2 separate regions of the Sus scrofa genome follow, and region 1 is linked to region 2. The links are chromatin contacts, called in public HiChIP or PLAC-seq maps. All regions are on one chromosome and are shown on one strand. The core of a region is the stretch at or near the end of the contact, and the rest is flanking DNA. Distances in the headings are between cores, read along the strand shown. Region 1 overlaps HECTD4 (probable E3 ubiquitin-protein ligase HECTD4). Region 2 holds the start of NAA25 (N-alpha-acetyltransferase 25, NatB auxiliary subunit).

Region 1 (4,800 bases), core at 2,219-4,718, 88 kb before region 2:
CAGACATGGCAGCCTGTGTGAAGGAACTGGTCTTCCACCTCCTGGCAGAGCTCCTGCGCACGGTGCATGGCCTGGAGCAGAGAAAGCACCCTGCCGGCCTGTCCTCGTCCATCGCCCTCCAGCTGAACCCCTGTCTGGCCATGCTGATGGCCCTGCAGTCGGAGCTGCACAAGCTGTATGATGAGGAGACCCAGAGCTGGGTCTCAGGCAGCGCGTGTGGGAGCTCAGGGGCAGCAGCGGCCACCGACCAGGGCAGGTTCTCTACGTATTTTCATGCGCTCATGGAAGGTTGCCTGGCGGTGGCCGAAGTGACCCTGCCTACCAACATGAGTGTCACCACCAGCGGGGTGACGTCAGCGACTGCCCCCAACCTCAGCGACTCGTCATCCTCCTCGTCTTCTTCCCCAGGACAGACACCACAGAGCCCCAGCCTCCTGTCCAAGAGAAAGAAAGTCAAGATGAAGCGAGAAAAGGCCTCCTCCTCCGGGAAGCGCCAGTCCTCGCGCTCAGTGGAATCGGACCCCGCCGTGCTGAGCATTGGGGGCAGCAAGCCCGAGGACATGCTGTGGTTCCATCGCGCCCTGACCTTGCTCATCATCCTCCGGCACCTCACCAGGAAGGACCCGCAGGGGCTGGGTGTGACCAGCGATGCGATCGCCGATGCCTGCCAGGCCCTGGTGGGTCCCACCGCCCACAGCCGCTTGCTGGTGATCTCCGGCATCCCCACCCACCTGGACGAGGGCATCGTCAGAGGTGCCATCCGCAAGGCCTGCAACGCCCATGGCGGGGTCTTCAAGGACGAGATATACATCCCCCTGCAAGATGAAGACCCTAAAAAGCCAAAAGACAAGGCGGAGGGTGGTGATGGCAAAGCTGAGGCGGAGAAGACCCTCGGTTTCCCCAACACAGACAGCTTGGAGGTCAGCACGTCCAGCAGCCTGACCCCCGCCATGAGCATCAGTGCCTCCGCATCCACCAGCCAGGCCTCCATCTGCAGCTCCCAGGGCATCTCACAGACGGTCAGCGACCTCTCTGCAGAACCGCTGCCCTCAGGCCTCGAGCTGCCCATCCCTGCGGGCTTGTTGGAGCCCCACGTAGTGTCCAGCCAGGAGAGCCTGGACATTTCCCTGTGCAGCACTGGCAGCCTGGGCAGCCTGGGGAGCCTGGGGGAGCCACTGGACAATGCGGAGACAGCCTCGGTGTTGGACATGGGCTCTATGTACACAGTCACGTCCCTGGACAACCAGCCCCTCGCAGCGCGCCCTATAAAAGGCTTTGCAGTCGTGGAGGTAAGCGCGCTCATGCCTTGGCAACCGCTGAAGTTGTGAGCAGTTAGAATCCCCCAGGCCTCTTTAAACCTGCTGCTACTCTGTCCAGGGGACCAACTAATAGGTGATGTTGGGGGCACTCTGGGGCCTCCCTGAGGCAGCTCTTGGAAACAGCAGTGATTTATCATATTGATGATCTGTGTTTGAGGTCCCTTCTCTGAGCATGATGGCAATTCTGAGGTCAGGAAGTGATACAGTTGGTTGCTGAGCATGGGAGGGAGGGAGGCAGCCAGAAGCGCTCCAGGAGCTGACCTTGCCTGATGGGTGGCTTTATTGAGTGCTTGCCAGCTCAAGCCCCAGCAGCATCTTGTTAAGTGGCCTTGGCTTGTTTTAACCATTGCCATTGGCAGGAGGGACCATCACTGAGCAGTATGAGAACTGGCCTGCCATTCTCTGAGTTTCAGATGACGTGCATGTTGCCAGGTTACATTTTCTCTCCAAAATCCCATGTGTTTCTTGGGCCTCCTTGTTTAGAAATCCTGCATCCTGTGTCTTCCTGTACCCTGTGTAATGGGAGTCAGGCAGGGAGTAAAAACCATCCTCCCAGGGGGTGGGATGGACTGGGAGTGTGGGGTAGTAGATGCAAACTATTCCATTTAAAATGGATAAGCAATGAGATCCAGCTGTACAGCACAGGGGACTCTATCCAGTCTCCTGGGATGGACCATGATGGAAGATAATATGAGAAAAGGTATGTATGTATATGTATGACTGAATCACTTTGATGTACAGCAGAAATTGACAGAACATTGTAAATAAACTAAATTAAAAAAAATTTTTTTAAAAGATCCTCCCCCTTAATGGAAGTGGGGAGGAGGGCACTAGAAGAGAGCTCCACACCGCCTTGCTCTCCACCCCCGTGCTCTGAAAAAAGAGCTCAAGCATCCGGTGGTTGGCCTCCCTCTATAGAATCACTTATCTGTTCACCTTCTGTCTGGGGATTTTCTTGGAGCCAAGCATGGGCTTTACTTCCTGGGCATTTGGGTAAAACCTCAAACCTGGCCAGGGTTTAGTGACAGAGATGTCCAGTGGGGTTGCTCTCCTGCAAGTTACCGCTCTTGGCACATGAGAGGGACTTGACCAGGGAGGCCACACTCACAATGCTAGAGGGTTTCCCAAATGGGCAGGAAGGGAAGAAAGGTTGTACTTGTTGCATCACTGGTCTCTCCCCTCAAGTCCTGACCCTTTTCTTTGTTCACACAGATAAGATCCCGAGCCAAAATCGAGAAAATTCGAGCAAGTTTATTTAACAATAATGACTTGATTGGTTTGTCAAGTTTGGATGGTGAAGACGAACTGATGGAAATGTCAACGGAAGAGATCCTCACTGTGTCTGTAGTAAATCAGAGTTTGTTTGATACACAGGGGAGCCCAGGGTTAGAAGATTATTTCAATGATAAGTCAATTAAAGGTGGGTTATAGATTTTTTTTTAATTAAGAGATTTTTTTTGAGAAGATTTAAATTTATAGAAAAAAAAAATGATGGTGTTCCTATTGTAGCTCAGCGGGTTAAGAATCTGACTAGTATTCATGGATCCTGGTTCAATCCTTGGCCTTGTTCAGTGGGTTAAGGTTCCAGCGTTGCCATGAGCTGTGGTGTAAGTCACAGACGCAGTTCAGATTTGGTGTGGCTGTGGCTACAGCTCCGATTCAACCCATAGCCTGGGAACTTCCATATACTGCAGGTATGGCCATAAAAATCAGGGGGAAGAAAAACCTAGCAGAAGTTATACCCCGTCCATGCCCGATTTTCCCTGTTTTTAACATCTCACTCTACAGGGGAGCTCTGGGCATGTCACAGATTTGAGACATGATTCAGGGGGTTAGGTAAAGAGCCCAACCCTGCCCTCTCCCAGGAGAGCTGTGTGGGCTCTGAAGGCCTGTGGGGCAGGCCCTGCCGCAAGCCTGCTATTTTCAGCCAGCCAGGAGACCACCAGGAATGGCTGTGCCACAGCCTGCGTCAGCCTTGAGCATGGGCTTGCATTCAAGTCATTTTCGTCTTTTTGTCTAGTCAGGTGTCCCCTTGTTCAAGCGTATTATTTATTTTGTTCTGCTTCTGGAGCCAGCATGTCCCAAGTACATTGCTGGTAACCATTTAGTCACATGCTTGAGGACAGCTAATGCCTCACCCTTTAAAACAAATTCTTGGGAAAGAAACAGTTCCACTTCCTTTTTCACAAAGCCCCACTTTGTCACTCTCGTGGCTCCTCTGTGGAGAGGCCCTGTCCGGCTTCCCTGCTGTCATTGTTCCCCCAGGCCCAGGATCCATTGAGGCCCCTCAGAGCTGGGTCTGGCAGATCCTGAAGCCAAGAGCTCACCCCCAGCTTCACTTCAGAAGTGGAAGCAAGTTTTCTTTTCTTTTTTTTTTTTTTAATATAACTTACAGTTCTTTGCATTGTCATTTTTATTTTGTATCAGTCTCAAAATTTTTAATTTATATCCTTTTTTCTAAATACTTAATACTGTTTGAAATTTCATAATAAGAGTTGAGTTCATTTTGTTTTATGTTTTTTGAGGACAGAAATGTAATATTCAGTGGGTTTTGTTGTTGTTTCGAATTATTATCCCCCAGTCATGAAATTTTGAAATGTCCCCTCAGGCCTGGGACCAAACTGAGGTAAGTGAGGCCACAAAATTTAACGGGGCTCCAAAAAAACTCAGTAATCGAGATAAATAATATTTGAGTACAGTATTTATGAAAATCAAATTAATGCAAAATAGCCATGGTGAACAAACTATTAAAATCTTAAATAAAGACAGGATCAGTATTACTGATTTTTTTCCTTTTGCATCAGGCTTTAATATGGCTCAGCACAGTACTTCTTTTTTTTGTCTTTTTAGGGCTGCACCCACGGCACATGGAGGTTCCCAGGCTAGGGGTCGAATTAGAGCTGTAGCTGCTGGCCTACGCCACAGCCATAGCAATGCTGGATCCAAGCCGAGTCTGCAACCTACACCACAGTTCAGGGCAGCACAGTTCCTTAACCCACTGAGCAAGACCAGGGATAGAATCTGTGTCCTCTTGGATGCTAGTCAGAGTCATTTCCACTGAGCCAGGATGGGAGCTCCTCAGCACAGTACTTTTAATATTCTGCTCATCGTAGTTGTGGTTTTGGTTGGGGGGGGGGGTTTCCTTTTTGGGCACCCCGAGGCATATGGAGTTCCCGGGCCAGGGATAAAAGTTGCAACCTGGCGCTGCAGAGACGCCGCCAATCCTGTTGCGCCACAGTGAGAACTCCTCATCATGGGTATTTTGTATTAATTTTGAGCACCTGAGAGGCTGCCTCACTCTCCTTACCCTGGTTTCTGATAAGCTCCTTTATCAGAGAGTATTTGGCCCCTTTAGCTCTTAGCTGCGCACGTGGCGGTGGCTCGTTAGCATCTGTGGGGACCCTGAAGTCTTTTTCTGCCCTAATGAATGCTTCCCCGGTCCCTTCATGCTGTAATCTGCCTTTAGTTCTAGTTCCTGATT
Region 2 (5,378 bases), core at 420-2,919:
CTAGGTCACAGATGTGGCTCGGATCCTGTATTGCTGCAGCATAGGCTGGCACCTGTAGCTCTGATTTGACCCCTAGCCTGGGAACCTCCATATGCCAAGAGTTTGGCCCTAAAAAGACACACACACACAAAAAGAAATGATTTTTCCATGGGGATCGCATATTGTATATTTATTGGAGGGACCCCCCCCCCTTCCCCTCCACCACCACTCCCAACCATTTTCAACAAGAATTTCTCTGTGCACTTGCTTCTGGAATTTTTTTTCTTCCTCTTTAGCTTGCCCCAGGACAGAGTTGGGATGAGAGTTTCTAGTGCATGTAGTTAAAAAATACCCCCCATTATTAAAAATGTATTAAAAATCTATTACTTTGGAATGGTTTTAGACTTAACAGAAAGGCTGAAAAGAGGGTAAAGTTTTTACTACTCTTCAACCAGTTAACCTTAATGTTAACATCTTACATTACCATGTAATTTACATTCGTCAAAATGAGAAACCAACATTAGCATAATACTATTAACTAAATTCTAGATTTTATTTGCATTTCTTCTGTTTCTCCACTAATGCCCTTTTTTTTTCTGTCTCAGGATCCCAACCAGGATATCACATTACCTTTGGTTATCGTGTTTCATTGGACTATTATGGTTTCTCATAGTTTCCTTATTTTTCATGACCTTGACAGTTTTTTGGTTTTTTTCTTTCACCTCGACCCAGGCATGTGGAAGTTCCCAGGTCAGGGATCAAACCCACGCCACAGCCATGGCAATGCTGGATTTTTAACCTGCTGTGCCACAAGAGAACTCCCATCTCCCACTTTATTTAACTTTTCTGACAATTGTCGCTTTTTCTAACCACACTATATAAAATTGCCCCCCGTCCCTGTTCTCCTTTTCTCAGTTTCATTTATTATCACCTAATATACTGACATACTTATTTGATGATCTCCCTCCCAGCAAGGAAGGCCCCAGGAAAGCTCTGATTTATTTACAATGTATCTTCTCTGCCTAAATTCGAAACAGAAACAGCGGCATAATAGGCACTGGATAATTATATTGGGTATGAATAAACCCACCAGTAGAAAAGAGGATAGTATCTACCTTCTAAGGAGATACTAGGGTTGTTATGAGTATTAATGAAATAATTCATTTAGAGCTTGCAACACTAACTGCACATACTAACTGAATTACTTTTTTCCTTCAGTTTTATTGCGGTATAGTTGACAAATCCACTGGATTACTATAAATCTAGGGTGCTTCTTAGTTGGCTGAGCACCAGGAGAGAGATGAAGGGATCTCGAACATTTCTGGCAGATTTCTACTGTTGGTCAGCACCCCTTTCCCCTACTCTCTCCTGGGTCACCCTCCCAGAGGAGGTCCCAGTTCCTCAACAATTAATCAAAGACAAGTCTAACTGGTCCTTCAGCACAGATGAGAAATAAGATAAACTGGAGCAGCAGAGCCCTAACTCTGACCAAGAGTTTCTCTCCTTTCTTCACTCTCCCGTAAGTGACTCGGACGGGATTTTAATAGCAACGGCCGCCTCTATCAGCTAGACTGATTCCATCAGCAAAGGGGAGACGTATCCCTCAAAGTGGCAATAGTCTGTGGGAGGGGTGCGGTGTAAGTGTTGTCCCTTTCCGCGCAGGCGCGTTCAATCGCAACCCCGCGACCATCGCGATAGACGAGCGAGATCGGCGCTGGCCCTTTAACGGCCCCTTCCCGGGGGCCTGCCCTGCGCGTGCGCACTGCTGTTCTGCGCTTGTCATCATGGCGACGCGGGGCCATGTGCAGGACCCTAACGACAGGCGCCTCCGGCCCATTTACGGTGAGTGCCTGGGGCCAGTCTAGTCGCCAGCCGGATACGCCGAGGGCCGCCGGGGCCAGGGTAAAGGCCCAGGAGGGTCGCTGAGTGGCCAGGAGCAGGGCTGGCGAGCACAGGGGGTCGGCCGCGCGGGCCTCTAGGCCTCAGTCACGGGCCTCGCGGAAGCGCCGGCCTGGCCTTCCAGAGCCCTGAGGTGGCAGCTGCGCTGTTAGGGCAGCGGCAGGTCGGCAGAGCTGGCCCGACAGGCAGGCTTTGTAAGACATTTCCTCTGGTAGAGATCTGCTCTGCTCGCAGGTCGCGTTGTTGGGGCCACGCCAAGGGACACCCAAGATCTGCCCGCAGGTGGAAGCTAGCTCCGGTACAGGGCTGAAACACCCTACTTGAGGGAAAACCCCCACTGAAGACTTTTTACTTATGGAAACTGGGCCTAAAATGTTGTCTGACCAACAGTGCTTGGTGAACAGAGAGAAACTGAGGTTCTGAGAGAGGAAGGAGCTGACGCAAGGTCACCCGAATCGAGTCAGGAACAGGCCCAGATTTGAGGCTCCCCATCGAAAGCTCTTTGGTGGAGGAACAGCTGCTCAGGGTACACGTGGGAGGCGGGGGCGGGGGGGTGGTGGTCTTGGGCCCAAAATAGCGATGGGAAGATTGTGATAGTTTGGAGGGGCGTGCAGGGCCTTTCCTTTCTGTAGCTTTTCTGGCTTTCTGCAGCTTGCCTTCTGTGTGCTGAGTGGATCCCCCTTTGTAACGCTTAGCCCAATCCTCAGGTTTTAAGACCTTGATATCGTTCTGCTACACTTATTGTGAAAAATCACATATTTGAGTCACAGAAACATCTCTTCAATTACCGAGGTGTTCTGTAATTGGATAGTGGTTCCTGTTAGATGGTTGTATGGTCTTGGTCTGTGTCACTTCTTGATGAAGGAAGGCTTCAAGGTCAGTGGTTTTTCGCAAAATTAGGTCTCATGTTTATAGTGTGGATGTTACTAAATGGAGGTTTCTCCGCAGGGCTGAGATCACTTAACTTTTTTTTTTTGGAAGGGGGTAACTATATATTTCTGGTACAATTGCTACTTTTTGTAATTTGTATGATACTTTACTCACATCTCATTTGATTCTAGCAACAGCTTTGTGAGGTGGGTAAAAATAATAATAGCTAATATATATAGACTGTTAATTATGTCAGTCACTGTCCTCAGCCTTTTATATTTATCATTTAATTTTCACACATACTCCTGAGATAGGTAGTTTTTACAACCCCCTCCCTTTCTTTCCACAGATGAGGAAACTGGGGCTTTATTGATGTGTAATTTGTCTGTGGTCACTCAGCTAACACGAAGCTAGGATCTGAACCCTTGTGGACTGTCCCAGACTTACTCTTTTAACCACTGTGCTAGAAATCACCTCACTTTGAGCTGAAAACACTGGCTTACCAAAGGTCACATAGGTGGTGAGTGGTAGATTTCCATTTTCCCAGGACTGTGTATTCTCATGCCTCCAGTAAATATTTTCAAAGGGCAGAGATGACATATGCAAGGATGACCGAGAGTAGGAACTGAATCCAGGGTTTACAATTTGTGGCTCATTATATAGCTGTCTGCAAAAGCTGCCTGTAGACTTCTCTCTCTCTCTCTTTTTTTGGCCTTTTAGGGCTGCACTGTGGCCTATGGAGGTTCCCAGGCTAGGGGTCAAATCAGAGCTGCAGCTGCTGGCCTACCCCACAGCCACAGTAATGCCAGATCCGAGCTGCATCTGTGACCTACACCACAGCTCACAGCAATGCCAGATCCTTAACCCACTGAGCAAGGGCAGGGATTGAACCTGCATCCTCATGGATACTAGTTGGATTTGTTTCCGCTGAGCCGCAATAGGAACTCCAGGTATTTACTTTTGATTTTTGAAAACCACCTTGACCTTCCTAGAACTTTATTACTCATTATCCTTTTGCTAAAATGATTCTCTTGCGCTATGGGGTTCTGAACAGATTTTGTATTCTCATGTGACTTGGTGAGCCCTAATGCTTTCTTTTACCATTATTCACTTTATTTATTTATTTTTTGTCTTTTTGCCTTTTCTAGGGCTGCTTCCGCAGCATATGGAGGTTTCCAGGCTAGGGGTCAAATCAGAGCTGTAGCCGACAGCCTACGCCAGAGCCACAGCAACTCGGGATCTGAGCCTCATCTTCGACCTACACCACAGCTCATGGCAACGCTGGATCCTCAACCCACTGAGCGAGGCCAGAGACCGAACCCACAACTTCATGGTTCCTAGTCAGATTTGTTAACCACTGCGCCATGATGGGAACGCCACCATTATTCACTTTAAAAATTTTTTTTTCTTTTTTTCTTTTTTTTGTCTTTTTGTCTTTTTAGGGCCACACCCACAGCATATGGAGGTTCTCAGGCTAGGGGTCAAATTGGAGCTACAGCTGCTGGCCTACGTCACAGCCCCGGCAATGCCAGAACCGAGCCACGTCTTCCACCTACACCACAGCTCAGGGCAACGCTGGATCCTTAACCCACTGAGTGAGGCCAGGGATTGAACCTGAAACCTCATGGTTCCTAGTCAGATTCATTTCTTTGGCACCACAACGGGAACTCCACTATGGGCATCTTGATTGTTGGGGACAGTTCAAAAAAAGGTTCTCTGTGGAAGTGACGTTTTACTTTGGACATGAAAGAAGAGCAGAGGTTAGTCAGGCCATGAGATGGGGAGGAATGATGGACAGAGAGAGTGCGTAAAAAGATCTTGTTCTACTTGAGGACCTAAGAAGAGACTTAAACAGTTGGAATATAGAGATGGGTGAGACGAGGCTTCAGAGGTAGACGGACTCAGCTTTGTAAGCCATTTTAAAGTTTTTGACATTTGTTTTAAAGACAGTGGGAAAAGCTGAAGAGATTTAATTGGAGTGGTGTAATTAGGCTTGCGCTTTAGAAAGATAGCTCTGAATACTGTGGGGGAAGTAATTTAAAAGGGAGCAAATGTAGTGTGTAAGGCCATCAGTTAGAAAGCATTTATTATTATTATTATTATTATTATTATTATTATTATTATTATTTCAGCTAACCCTAGGGCATGTGGAAGTTCTTGGGCCAAGGATAGAATCTGAGCTGCAGCTGTGACTTTTAAATTTATTTTAAAATAATCTGTATCATTACCATTAGTGGAAAACCTGTCACTTGCCTGAGAAAACAAAACCATAAAAATAAATACATACAGAGCTCTCATTATGGCTCAGCAGGTTAAGAAACTGACATAGTATCCTCGAGGATGTGGATCCCTGGCCTTGCTTAGTGGGTTAAGGATCTGGCATTGCTGCAAGCAGCAGCACAGGTCACAGATATGGCTAGGGTCCGGTGTTGCTGTGGTGTAGGCCAGGAGCTGCAACTCCAATTCAACCCCTAGCAGGGAAACTTTCATATGCTTCAAGTGTGATCATTAAAAAAAAACAAAACAAAAAGAACAACCATACAATGAAAACAAAACAATGTTATTAAAGTCTTTTTCCTTTTTTCTGGCTGCCTTTGTGGCATGTGGAAGTTCCTGGGCCAGGGATTGAA

What was found. HiChIP or PLAC-seq counts read pairs in DNA pulled down with a chosen protein or histone mark.
Region 1: an H3K27ac HiChIP or PLAC-seq map of alveolar macrophages shows a contact between it and region 2. The contact joins the enhancer-like site here to the promoter of NAA25 in region 2. A contact is called at or near these places in 2 of 5 promoter capture datasets (fetal liver and liver), 7 of 47 Hi-C or Micro-C datasets (blood, brain, heart right ventricle and 2 more) and 2 of 2 datasets of contacts at active chromatin or transcription factors (alveolar macrophages and skeletal muscle).

Annotation. Positions count from the first base shown.
Region 1 is chr14:39,515,138-39,519,937 of Sscrofa11.1, forward strand. It overlaps HECTD4 (probable E3 ubiquitin-protein ligase HECTD4), which reads left to right. Exons shown (of 76, transcript XM_013990365.2): 61 at 1-1,289; 62 at 2,532-2,739. Among named protein-coding and RNA genes, the nearest start is that of TRAFD1, 62 kb to the right of the region's middle. Within about 2 kb of position 3,469, at least 4 of the 83 cell types and tissues checked have an H3K27ac peak or open chromatin away from gene starts, as enhancers often do. A contact at or near this core is called in alveolar macrophages and retroperitoneal adipose tissue, where this site is marked.
Region 2 is chr14:39,605,130-39,610,507 of Sscrofa11.1, forward strand. It overlaps NAA25 (N-alpha-acetyltransferase 25, NatB auxiliary subunit), which reads left to right and starts at 1,670. Exons shown (of 24, transcript XM_021074209.1): 1 at 1,670-1,821. The coding sequence starts at 1,764.